Linked DNA regions of Mus musculus: regions 1 and 2 are each linked to region 3. Evidence: chromatin contacts called from public Hi-C and Micro-C data. All regions are on one chromosome and are shown on one strand. The core of a region is the stretch at or near the end of the contact, and the rest is flanking DNA. Distances in the headings are between cores, read along the strand shown. Region 1 holds the start of Hoxb13 (homeobox B13). Region 2 holds the start of Hoxb7 (homeobox B7). Region 3 holds the start of Tbx2 (T-box 2).

What was found. A called contact is a pair of places that touch in the nucleus more often than the background predicts.
Region 1: a contact with region 3 is called in a Hi-C map of cerebellum, with 4 times the contacts expected there. The contact joins the promoter of Hoxb13 here to the promoter of Tbx2 in region 3.
Region 2: a contact with region 3 is called in a Micro-C map of embryonic stem cells, with 8 times the contacts expected there. The contact joins the promoter of Hoxb7 here to the promoter of Tbx2 in region 3. A contact is called at or near these places in 2 of 39 promoter capture datasets (cranial neural crest and embryonic stem cells) and 1 of 484 Hi-C or Micro-C datasets (embryonic stem cells).

Annotation. Positions count from the first base shown.
Region 1 is chr11:96,191,898-96,196,206 of GRCm38.p6, reverse strand. It overlaps Hoxb13 (homeobox B13), which reads right to left and starts at 1,891. Exons shown (of 2, transcript NM_008267.4): 1 at 1,161-1,891; 2 at 1-234. The coding sequence starts at 1,764.
Region 2 is chr11:96,284,569-96,288,744 of GRCm38.p6, reverse strand. Hoxb7 (homeobox B7) reads right to left here and starts at 2,099. Exons shown (of 2, transcript NM_010460.2): 1 at 1,618-2,099. The coding sequence starts at 2,017. Hoxb8 (homeobox B8) reads right to left here. Exons shown (of 2, transcript NM_010461.2): 2 at 3,420-4,176.
Region 3 is chr11:85,830,842-85,835,056 of GRCm38.p6, reverse strand. It overlaps Tbx2 (T-box 2), which reads right to left and starts at 2,442. Exons shown (of 7, transcript NM_009324.2): 1 at 1,556-2,442; 2 at 170-437. The coding sequence starts at 1,950. It overlaps 2610027K06Rik (RIKEN cDNA 2610027K06 gene), which reads left to right and starts at 2,669. Exons shown (of 5, transcript NR_077059.1): 1 at 2,669-2,889. RefSeq lists a promoter at 1,917-2,907.

The sequences.
Region 1 (4,309 bases), core at 642-3,141, about 10 Mb before region 3:
CCTTGGCAAGAACCTTCTTCTCCTTGACCCGGCGGTTCTGAAACCAGATGGTAATCTGGCGTTCAGAGAGGCTGGTGGCTGCCGAGATCTTGCGCCTCTTGTCCTTAGTGATAAACTTGTTGGCTGCATACTCCCGCTCCAACTCCCGCAACTGCCCCTTGCTATAGGGAATGCGTTTTTTGCGGCCTCGGCGGAAGGCACAGCCGTCGGGAGGAGGGTGCTGGACACTGGGCTCTGTGTGGTGGAAAAAGAGAGGGAAGAAAAGGCATCTTAGTCCCCTCTCTAGCGCAAGATCAAGCGCAGACCCAGGCCCTGCACGCCTCAGGGCTACGTCATCCTGCAGGCGCTTCCTGATCATCCTATGTGTGGGCCCGGCTCCCTCAAAGCACACAGCCCTAGATTCTGCCTGATTCTCTGATAGCCACTCACTCAGCCTCTGCTCCTACTGGCCACCCCCACCATCACTGACCTCACACCAGGAGTCTGCAAACACACCCACCCTGTCAGGTTTTTGTCCACAATCACACAATCCACTTTCACATGCGTGTTCGGATTCAGCCACTCCTCCAAACTGGCAAATTATGTACATGAGAAAACAGGGTTCTGTTCCCTACCCAACACACACATACACACACAAACACCATGCACACACACTTACACGCACACTCACGAACACACCCTTCAATACACCCTCAGTCAAAGAAAACCTAAATTTTCCTTTCGAAATTGACCTAAAAAAAGGAAAGGGTTATATTCTCGAGGAAACACCCAATATCTCCGATCCCACCTCTCAATGCCACTCTCGAGACCACTGGATTATGTCATTTGGCCTTTGGGCAGAATTAGTCTGGGATTGTGCTGGGTAGGGACTCTTTGCCCCCAATCAACAGCAGAGATCCAAGGTTCTCCCGACATATTCAAAGACTGGTCCTAGAGCCTCCTGGAGAAGTCAGGAAGGCTAGCACCCTGCTGAGGCCCCTTATTCTGACCCTCTGAGGCCCTCTTGTTGCCTGGACCCTCCCTCACAGTCCTAGTAAATAACCCAGGAACCCTAGGCCCCTCCTCATCAGCCCGAAGTTTCCCTTCCTCTCCTCTTCCTCCTTCCCAGCAAGTGCCAGCGTAGCCCATGCTGAGCCAAGGGGAGCCAGAGTAGAACTTACCTGCAAACGCTGCTTTCCAGAATGGACCTGGTGGGTTCTGTTCACCTTGGCAACACATCTGGCTGTTCCAGCCACCGGCCAGGGCCCAGGGCTGGTAACTGTCCACGGGAAGCAGAGAATCGTGGCGAGGCTCTCCGGGGGCTCCCAGGGTCTGCACCACAGACACATCCAGGTAACTGGCCATAGGCTGGTATGGTCCCGGGTAGCCCGGATAGAAGGCAAACTCGGTGGGACGGCTGGGATACTCCTCCCCAGGTGCAGGAGTTTCCGAAGGGTAGGTAGCCAGGGCGGCCGTCTGGGCACAGGGTTTCAGGGAGCTCCTGGATACTCGGCAAGAGTAGTACCCGCCTCCAAAGTAGCCATAAGGCACAGGAGCTGGAGATGCCCCCTGAGGCACCCCAGGACAAGGGTGGCACTGCTTTGGTGGCTCTGCAGAGCCTGGCAGATCCAGGGGGGCATAGTTGACAGTTGGCATCAGCGTTGGAGCCGCGGGATGGCTAGCCAGTGGGGAGGAGTGGGAGACTAGATTCCGACCCCCTCCAGCTCCCAGCAAGCCTTCGATATCCTTGGCCCCGTCCAAGGTGGCATAATTGCCGGGCTCCATGGAGCCAATGATCGGCTCATGGGGAGCCGAGGGTGAGGGTTCTAGGGGGCAGCAAGCTGTCTCTCCCCACCCAGGCCCAGGGAATCCTAAGCGTTTTAAATCGCTCCCAGCTCGAACGGCGCCTGCATTCGCCTGGCTGGGCCGTCTTGACGCAAGAGACGCAAGAGCCCGGGCATGAGCGCTGATTGGCTGTGGCCTGGGGGAGAGAGGCTCATAAAATCCTCCCGCAGAAATTGCAGGGGGAGAAGGGACGGGGAGCCCGGCTCCGCCTCCTCTCTTCCCTTCTCTTCCTCTCCGCCTGTCTCTTTTTCTTTTTGTATGTGTGTCTCTGTCTTTATCTGTATGTGTTCTGTGTCTCTGTCTCTATATGTGTCTCTGCTTCTGCCTGCTGTCTCGGGTCTCTGCCTGCGCTCTCTCTCTCTCTCTCTCTCTCTCTCTCTCTTCCTGGCTCCCAGTCTTCTGCGCTTTGGCAGGTTTAACGAGAGAATAAAAAGCTCTCCCAATAAAGTGTCCATCTCCTGGGGATGAGGGGAGTCGGGGGAAGGGCTGGGAGGCCACTTCGGGCTGCCTCAAAGGAGAACCCGGGAATGCTTCTGAGATGGGAATGAGAACTGTAGGCGTCAGGGAGCTCTGTGCTTGGAGGCTGGGTACTAGCCACCGTAGCTCATTGTAGATATCCTTTCTGTCCCTAATACACTGCGCCCAGGCAAGTGCCTTCCAGGTCTGTCCCCCAAGGACCCTGCCTAGTCACAACACTGAAAGCCCGGAGGCCCCAATGGGGATGAGGCGGAGCCAAGGGGCGGGGGACACGAAGGAACGTTGAAAACGTGCAGTGCTTGGCTCAGGGAACGCAGTGTCCGGATCTGAAGGGGAAATAGAGCCAATGTCTGGGAAGGGGGTCTGGATTTCCGTTTAAGGGTGGAGAAAGAGACCAAGAGACACAGGCGTACAGGGGCTTTACTTGAAGGAATAGACTCGGTGTGGAAAAGGAAGGCTGGCGGGGGGGGGGGGGGTAGGCAGAGAGGGAGGAGAAAGGAAGAGAGGAAAAAAGGGAGAGGGAGAGAGGGAGAGGTTGAAACATCACAAATGGGAAGGGGGGGTCAAGATTGTATCCCTTTTTCTGGAATCTGCAGTCTGGGGGAGCCAAGGCTGGTTTCGTGGCCATCCCCACCTGTGGGGATCCTGGGTCCCAAGATTGCAGGAGCTTGGTCTGTGTGGGGGCCTTTCTGCTCTTTGGTGCCGCTCTCTAGGCCGGAAAGTCCAGGAACCGAACCCTGGCCCCAGCACACTTCCACAGGACTGAGGGACTAGAAAGCTCAGGACCCCCTAGCTGCCTCTTTAAATTTCCTTGGAAGTTAAAGAGGAGGAGAGAGAGAGTGAACTACCCCAACTGCTAGAATTGTCCGAGGCCCTCTGTTGGGGCCTATTGTGCTGTAGATTCAAATGGCTTGTTTCACAAATCTGCCCTTAAAGTTGGTTTGTTTTTTGTTTTTTGTTTCTTTCCTGTATCACTTTCACATGAAATCCCTTTGTGTCTTCTAGTTTTCTCTCAGGTTTCCCCTCACCCCGGCAGAAAATTTGAACTTTTCTATTCTACATCAAGAGTTTGTTTGTAATAAAGAATCGAACCCCTTGAGCTGAGTCCGGCTCAGCCAAAGCCTAAACTTGAACTTGAGTCACTTTGTGGGAAAGGGCCTATGAAAGCCAGAATGGAGGCCTGTAGTATACTGTGTATCACTCCCAACAGACATTGTTAATAACTGACATGAAGCACAAACATCCCCTCTGATTTTTATCACATTTGAAAACATAGAGAAAGGAAAAAAGAGGAAGGTGTCTGTTCACTGCTTCCCAAAGCCCAATCCAGGTTGTTGTTCACCCAATCATGAAGGGCAGAAACACCAGGATTTCCCCCCTAAAGATTTCGAACTTCCCAGTTCTTAGGTTTCTGTAGACACAGATGCCTGTATGCTGGGATGTAGAGATACAGTGGCATTCACCTTTGATTCCAGCACCAGGGAGGCAGAGGCAGGCCTTTTCAGACCTAGCTTGCTCTACAGACAGAGTTTCAGGACAGCCAGGGCTGCACAGAGAAACCCTGTCTTTGGTGGGGAGGAAAGATGTGTGTAAGTTTATTAATGCTGATACAGCATGAGTGGCCTTTACTTTTTTAAAAAAAAAATCAAAATCATTTGACAAAACAACACTTCTGGGTATAAGGGAAATTTTTACATCCATCGTGGGGTATGTTCTAACACTTTCTTTTTTAGATTACTGAAACTGCATAGATATCCAGAAGATTTGCATGGCCCCTGGGATATATGACATGCAAATTCTCACAGCATTTTATGCCACACACTGGCCTCAAGCTCCCTTTGTAGCTGAAGGTATCTCTGAAATTCTGATCTTCCTGCATCTCCCTCCCAAGAGCTGCTGGCATGATAGAAACAACTTAGTCTTTTCTTTCTCTCTTTCCTCTCAGAACTCAGAATTGAACCCAGAGCATCACACGTGCTAGATAAATATTCTACCAATGAACCATGTC
Region 2 (4,176 bases), core at 850-3,349, about 10 Mb before region 3:
GTCCCTAGAGTGGGGCTCCAGGCCTAGTCTGAGAAGAACAGAAATAAAAGGAGCCATAGGCCCAGTCCCCACCCAAACTTGTTGTGGAATGGGGAAGAGACAAGGACATTATTTCCTTGGACCTTGGCATTAGTAGACTGACAGAACTTGGCTCTGATGATTCCTTCCCAGTAAGTATCAAGCAAGGTCTGACTACTGCCTGCCTTCCTGCACATGAAACCTACTTGTCTGAAGCAATATTTGGGCCTCCAGGACTGCAAGGAAGAAAAGAATGACCAGAGTCTACGAGAGAGAGCAAGGTGAAGATTCCTATGGTGGGGCAAAAGGGTATCTGAGAACTCCCAGCATAGGCTCAGAACCCCAAGGAGACTGGGGAGATGCTGGTATCCGCCCTCTTGGGAAGGAGACAGGAGAGGGGAGAGAGGCTAAGGACCTTAATTTCAAGTCAGCTATAAGCCAAGCTGAAATATTTACGAGGTGGGGGGGGGGAGGGACTTTGATAAACCAACTGGAAGGTCAGTTCAATTACAGGGTAGGTAACAGGAACCGTGAAGAACAATAGTCAAGAAATGGTTTCCTCGTGGCCCCCAAGCCCATGAGTATAGGAGTCTCTGGCCCGGTTGGGTCTTCTGAGCCTTGGAGTTGGCTCCCAAGCCCACCTGCCTCGGGGAAATGTAAAAGGTGTGCGAGGAAGCTGTGAAGGAGACCTGAGGGAAGAAAACCTATGGTTCTTAAAGCATCGTGCACTCCCTAAATCTTGATTTGGTTCTGAAGAGTCCTAGCCCTCCCCAAGAGGAGAGTCATCTTTCTGGAGTGATACCACCAAACTTGGCTGTTCCTCAGGGGCCCACAGAGCCCTTGGAAAGACACCTGGAAAAAAAAAATAACAAACAACCTATGCTCTCCTGGGGAGCTGACGGGCCTTCTAAGTCCATCAGGAGGTGGGGGTCAGTAGACTCATCGCTCTGGGTCTCAGACTAACTCCTTCACCACTCTTTGACTCTGTGTCCCTGTCTGGGTCCTCATCTCTTCTGTTTCCTCTCCCCCATCCCACCAGGCCTCTAGAGCCCACCTCTAATTGTCCTGATGGGAATAATGGGGGAGCGGGGTTGGCTAGAAAGGAAGGGGGAGGGGAGAATCGCTTAGCGCCATGGCCCCCTCCTCCATATCTTGCCCAAGCTAGGGCTGGGGGGACACACCCAGAACTGAGCTCTCAGGCAGGGAAGGGGGGAGAGAGAAGAGAAAGACCCTAATGGCTATTCTCTGCAAACCCCAGCCTTTCTAGGCAAGACAAACGGCCTCGTCTCCAGCCCGTGCCGGCGCTGCTGATAAATATTTAAAGCTAAAAGGCCGGGAGGAAGGGTTGGGGGCGGGCTGGGGGCTTTGAGCTCTGTGGCGTCGGCAAAAAGAGATCCGCTAGGGCCTGAGAGCACTGAGCAAAACTGGGAGTGGGGGTGGCGCGCGTGGTCCCAGCCCAGACTTAAACGGCGTGGCAATGGCCGATCTGCAGCCGGGAATAACCTGGACACAGAGAAGGGTGCCCTGGCCGGAAGGGAGCCCTTCTGGGGACCGTGGCCCGGACACTGCGGCTCGGGACCGCTCAGAGCGCGGCTTTACCTGAGCTTCGCATCCAGGGGTAGATCCGGAAGTTACTCTCGGCCGCCAAGTCCGAGTCCCTCTGCTCCTTGGCGCCAGCCGCCTTGGCGGGGTCGCCCGGACACACCCCGGAGAGGTTCTGCTCAAAGGGCGCGCAGTGCATGTTGAAGGAACTCGGTTCGAGCCCGTAGCCGGCCGCATAGACGCCAGCCGCGCTCTGGCCCGCCATGGCCCCCCCGCCGGAGTACAGACCCTGCACCGAGGCGGAGAAAGGAGCGCCCGGACCTGCTCCATAGCCCGGGCGCTGGGGGTTGGAAGCAAAGGCGCAAGAAGTTTGTTCGGGGAAGGCTCCTGGAGCGAAAACCGAACTTGCGGCTGGATATTTAGAAAATAAAGCATTCGCATAATACAATGAACTCATAATTTGGCCGGATGATTTGTAGTCGGGGACGTTTTAGTGTCGGTTTTACGAGATTCCTTGATATATTACAGAATTAGAGTCCAGATTTACACCAAAAGGACCCCCTTTTTCCTCTTCTGACCACGTGACCCCGGCCCACGTGATATCCCCTCGGCCAATGGTATGACGGCCTCCCGGAGGCTCCCAGTAATGTGGAAAAAATTGTGTGGCGTTGGATTTATAAAATATGATCAATAATGAATGGGAAGGCCGAGCTCTGCGGATTGGGGCTGGGGGCTTAAGGGCCGCTGTCGACCCCCGCGGGCTGGAGGCAGCTTGCAGGCGAGATTTGGGGAAGAAGGAATTGAGTGGAAGAGAAAATAAATAACCTCTGAGGGAACCGTGTTGTCATCCCCCACCCATTTCCCCCAGCCGGTTACAGAGCGAGAGAGACGCAGGGATTGAATGTTCGCAACTTGGTGGGTGGGTGCTGGCCGAATATTTATTAATTTGGGTTAATTCATCCGAGCTGCTGCTCTTCTCCCAAGAGGAGGCGAGCCTGGCCTCCCGGTTGTCTTAGTGCCCCAGTTGTAGTAACTAGATGTGACCAAGGCGTCCCTAAGGCAGAGATCCAACCCAATAAGGCGTTGGACGCTGAGATTTCTGATGACAATAAAAAGATATACAAAATTTAAAAAGAATGGAATGGGGGCTGGGAGAAAAAGGAAGGGAGGAAGGAGGCTTGGGTCCGGCTCGCTGCTTTCCCGGTTCCGGAAGGCGGATGCCTCACTCACTGGAGCGTGGCTGCCAGGAAGGCAGAAGCAACGAAGGAAGGAAGGCTGCGGCAAGCCGAGGCCTAGAAACTGGGAGAAAGTGACGACGTCCCAGAGAGGGGAGGTAGGGAGGAACCGCTTCCCTCTGCTCCTGTTTCCCCAACCTGAGTCCAAGGAAAAAATGGAAATAGAAACTCAGAAGTCTTGCGCTGCATCTTTCTCACCCCCCCGTACCCCCCCCCCCAAACACACACACACACACACACACACACACACACACACACACACACACACGGAAACAAAGAGAAAAGCGGCGGGGGACACTAGCCACCAGCCTGGGTAGATCTCTTCCCAAGAGCGGCCTGGGCGCTGGAGTCTCCCTGGTCCTTCAGCCTCAGAATGCAAGGGGAGGGGGTTTCTCTTGGCTCCCCTCCCTCGATCCTCTCTCCTCCAATCACGTTCAGCCGCCTCCCTCACCCCCTGCGCCCCTGGGCCCAGGGACTCGCACCACCTGCTTCCAGCCCCCGCCCCCGCCCCCTCCTCTCAGCGACCTAGCCTAGGCCAGCCCAGGAGCCTGCTGACCAGCTCCCCCCCACCCCCAGCCCTGCAAGGCGCCTAGGAGCGAATGAGGAGCGGCGGCCCGGGCCAGTCTCGGGTTCTCGCTTGTAAACTTTATTGTAACTCTTCCGCCCTTTTCAGGCGCAGACAACAGAACAAAGTATAGAGGAACAACAAAATATATAATTAGCCCTCCCTCCCCCCCATAAAGCAATTCACAGATACAGGATACATTCTCTTCACAGTAAACCTAAGAACACTTTTAACAATGCTCACAGCGCGCATGCTAACTAAAGTAATCTCTTTTGAGAAACACTTAAGACAAAATTGTCAAACCAAAGGGGGTGGGGGTGGGGGGACAGGAGGAAAAGAGAGAAGCAAGAGAGAAAGCCAGCTAGGGAGGGCAGCGGGGAGAGGGGGTTGCGAGGAAAGATGGGGACGCGGTGAGAGAAAGAGAGCGAGAGAAAGAGAGAAAGTGAGCGGGAGACAGAAAGAATTACGGCGTGAATAGGCAGTTTCATGTTGTTGGGAAAACTTAGCAGAAATCGGTACCTCGGTCATTACAAAGAAGCACGTTCAAAGGAAACAGACCATTGCACAAGGAGGCTTTTTTACATGGGGCGGGGGCGAGGGGGTTCTGCCAGGCCGCAGTCGATCACCCTCGCAGGACGAGGGAGTCCTTGCTTAAAATCCTTTTCTTTTTTTCCCCCCGGACCCCCAAGAGAAGGGAAGGAGATCCACGGTAGCTCACACACAGAAGCTATTACGAGATACTACCACTAGCGGGGACTGGCGCGGCGGGGGACGCTGCTGTGGGAGGCCCAGCTCCTGGCTCCGCTCGCGGGGCCG
Region 3 (4,215 bases), core at 1,193-3,692:
ACAGGGCTCTGGAAGCCTAGGCCCAGTTTGCCTGGGCCACAGACAGGGGCACTGTGGGTGGGGGGTGTTCAACTAATGCTCCCCTCTAGAAATCCTCTAGCTTCCTTCTACCCACTCGACTGTGGGGGCCCCTGGGCTCTCAACACCTTCCCAACCTGCCCACACTCACAAAGCCATGCTTGTCAGAAATGTTGTTGGTCAGCTTCAGTTTGTGGAAGGCCACAGGCTTGGCCATCCACTGTTCCCCTGTGGCCGGACTGTCCGGGTGGATGTACATGCGTTTAGGCATCTCGGGGTCGGCTTTGCCTGCCACCATCCAGCGGGAGTTGTGAAACTTATAGCGGCAGTCATCGGCAGCCACGATGTCCATTAGCAGGATGTATTTGGCTTTCTTGTCCAGGCCGCTGACTCGCACCTTGAAGGGGGGGAACATCCGCCTCGGAGGGAGGGAAGGGGGACATGCCATTGGGACCCGGCTCTTTTTTGTCCCTTTACCTTCCCGACAATGACATGACATCCTACTTGAAGCTTCCCTATCTACATAATTTGTCACAATGTCCTCCACTTGTGCTGTGTTGCTACCTGGAAAGACCCAGCCTGTGCTTCTTACTCCCAAGACATCCTATTTCTGCCGGCCAGAGCCTGTTTTGTAAAGCTTTGGATGCGTTTTGCACTCAGTCTGGAGACCTTTCCTCCACTCTGATCTAAGATGAGGGTTGATGCCCAGGAAAGGAAACTAGGCCCTTTAGAGATACACTAGGCTTTTCTGAATTGCCTTGAAATTCGTAGAGAGGAAATAAACTCTTGGGACAGGGCTTGAAGAAATAAACTATCAAGGTCTTTGTCTGGGAGAAACGATTTAGAGGCTTAATCAGGGAACCCTAGCCTAGAATTTCGGGGGAACAGGGTGAACCTGAGGCCTGGACTTTCAGAGACTGGAGTGCTGGGAAGATTGGGGATTTTATTTTTCTTCTGGCTTTAAGGCCTCAAGAGGTGGCTGGTCCAGTGCTCCAAGCTCCAAGGACAAGCAAGACTCTCTCCAAGGCCTAGCTGTGGGCTGGACAACTCTCTGCCGGAACCAAGTGGTCAGCCTGGAGCTAGCAGGAGGCGGGATGCTAGTCCCACTATGGACTCCAGTGATCAGAGCGGAGAATCCGGGAAAGATCCCTTTTCTTAGGAACTTCCAGACCGTCCAGGAGACGGAAAAAACAAAAACAAAAACAAAACAAAACAAAACAAAACAAAACAAAAAAAAAACAGTGAGACCGCAAGGGGCTGTGGAGACCCGCCAGAGTCTCCGGGGCTTTGAGACTCAGAACAGTTGGGACTATTCTTTAGGAACGTGTTTTCGTTTTATTTCAATCGAGAGATGTTTGCTTTTCTTTTTCTTTTTTAATTCGCTCCGGAGCCAAACGGAAAAAAAAAAAAGTCAGCTTGCTTGTCTGTGGAAAGGAGTGTGGCGCCAGGGCCGGAGCGGGGGCAATCCGAGAGAGCATCGACCCAGTGGTGGTGGGTGCTGTGCGGTCCCCGAGCCCGCCCGCCCGGCCCGTCCTACCTCCCGGACTTGGTGATGACCATCTCGGTGCCCAGCTTGTGGAACTGGTCCCACAGCTCCTTGGCCTCCAGCGTCACCTTGGGGTCGTCCTCCACCTCGTCCTCGGGTTCCAGGCTCTTGAGCGAGCGCAGATGCGCGGCGGGCGGGTGCGGGCCGAGTGCCGAGACGTGCAGCCCCGCCTCGGCCGCCGCCGCCGCCGCTGCTGCCGCGGCCGCCGCCCCCGCCAGGCCCGGGTCCGGCAGAGGCTTGCCTAGCGCGCCGGGCGGCAGCGCTAGCGCCGGGAAGAAGGAGGGCTGCGCTGCCGCCAGGAAGGCGGACATGGGGAAGTCGGCGGGCCGTGGCGCGTGGAACGGGTGGTAAGCCATGGCGCTGGCTGCCAGCGCCGGCTCTCTCATCGGGACATCCGGCCCAGGCTCCTGGGAGCCGGGGCCGGGGCCGGGGGCGCGCGCCTCGGACCCCCGGCCCGGGCGGCGGCGCGCGCGGAGGACGGACGGCCCGGGCGGCGGGCGCGGCAGCGGCTTCTCCCGGCTCCCCGTCCCGCGCACCTCAAGGGGCGCAGGGCTCTGGACGCGGGGGCGGAGGGGGCGCTGCGCGGGGCTGGGCTGGGCTGGGCTGGGCTGGGCTGGCCGGCTCCGGCGCCGGGGACCACGCGCGACTGGTTAGATCTTGTCCTGATCTCTGGAAAACTGTGACTATCTCACATGTCCTGCCCTGTTCGGATCCCCTGCGCTAACGAGCCAGGCCCCCCTTGATTGCTGATTTTACGCTTTTTGGACCAATTGTGGGTCTCCGGGGGCGGGGTTTTGACAGCTCAGGCCAAGCTCTGGACGGGAGGGGAGGCCAGGGAGAAGGTGTCGGAAGCCTCAGCAGTAAGAAAACATGTCAACAGAATAAAATATTAACCAATGACGGGCCAGCGGGCCCCGAGACCCCTCCCCCTGGCCTGGCCCCCACCTCGCCGCCCGCGCCCGCCGCTGCCTGGGCGAGGGCTGGAAAGCGCAGAGGACCGATCTGACCCGCCGTAAGGGCCTGAGGCAGGGGGCGCCCGGGTCCCGGGGCCTTGGGGAAGGACCCCCTAGCCGCATGCCGGCCCCAAGTGCAAAGCATTGACACGTTCCGGAGAGGAGAGGGGGCGCCCTTTCCCTCCCGCGCCGGGAGGCCCGGCCGCTCTTGCCTGCGACCCAGCCTGGCCTCCCACCCCACTCCCGGTCACCGCCCCGGGTCCATGCACTTCAGAGGGAGGCTGCGGGCACTGGAAAGCGAGGCCGGTGGGCGGGCAAATCAGGAGGCTCGGGCGGCCGAGGTCCCGGAGCCGAATCAGGTGTCCGGAGCCGGTGAGTGGGGAGCCATGGCAGAACCCTGATGGGGCCGGCACGGGCGGGAACGGGACGCCGCCTTGCGCTGGGGAAACGAAGGGTCCCCACCCCCACCTGCTCCTCCCCTCGTAGACTCAGGAACCTGGGGTTCCAGAAGGGCCGGGCATTTAGCCTAAAGAAGGTCTGTGTCAGGTCACTAAGCCAAAACCTTCTGGCGAGTAGGAAAATGGATCCTTGGGACCAGGTAGGTGAGCGCACCTTCTACAGAGCCCAAGGCGGTGCCGCGCTAGTTGATCCTAGAACTCAGATTCTCCACACGCGCCAGAAGGAATTTTCGCCGCATCCGGTACTGGAGATGCAAGCCCATCTATCTCTTCCTAAACTCTGGCATCTTTTCTTCTCAGTCACTTCTCTAGAGATTGTTTCCGTCCCTTGGAAGCTCAAGGCTCCCTAGTTCAGGAAAGCTGAGTAATGCGGATGGGAATCGAGGTGTTTGCCAGCAAGTGTGAACACCCCCTTCGACGATCAGTCTTCGTTATCTCTCTGGCAACAGCCCCAATGCATCTTCCTCTCTCTCTCTCTCTCTCTCTCTCTCTCTCTCTCTCTCTCTCTCTCTCTCTCTCTCTCTCTCTTTCTCTCTCTCTCTCTCTCTCTCTGTGTGTGTGTGTGTGTAAAACCATAATCAGGTGTGCCCAGAGTAAAACGATCATACACTTGCCTGTTTAGGGTTGAGGCTCACACCCTTGTGCTTGTTGGGGAGGGGAAGCAGGGTGTGAACTAGCCACAGTGGATACTCCCACCCTCCCAACCAGTATAAGCGAATTCTGCCGCTCCAGCCCTATGTCCCCGTGGTAGGCACCTACCACGTAAGTGGCCCAGGCAGCTTGCCCCTCCGCTGCATACACCAGGTCTTCAGGCACTTGGTAGCTGACCGCCCAGAAAGGCGTTTAAAAGCTAGTTGCCCCCGGCAGTACGGGGTTGAGACCAGCAGGAGTCGTTTGGCCTCCACGACCTTTTTTCCTATACATCTGAGCCAACACCAGGCGCTTGTAATTCTTCATAACCCTGTGCGCGCCTGCCCCACTGGGTTTTTCTTCAGGACCTTACTCCTAGGTCGCTTTTCTCACTCTTTTCTCTGCCCACAGTGAACCTTCAGCTCTAGCTTCGCGGTGTTCGCAGCCGGTGAGAGATCCATTGCAGCTTTGCACTGCTTCCAATTCAGACAGGATGTGGCTCCTCCAGGAGAGATGTGTCTGAACACACTTGGACAGTTAGTGAGGTGAACAAGAAGTAGTCAGTTCAGCTTTCCGAGTTGGCAGGACATTTGCTAAGTTGTGTGTATGG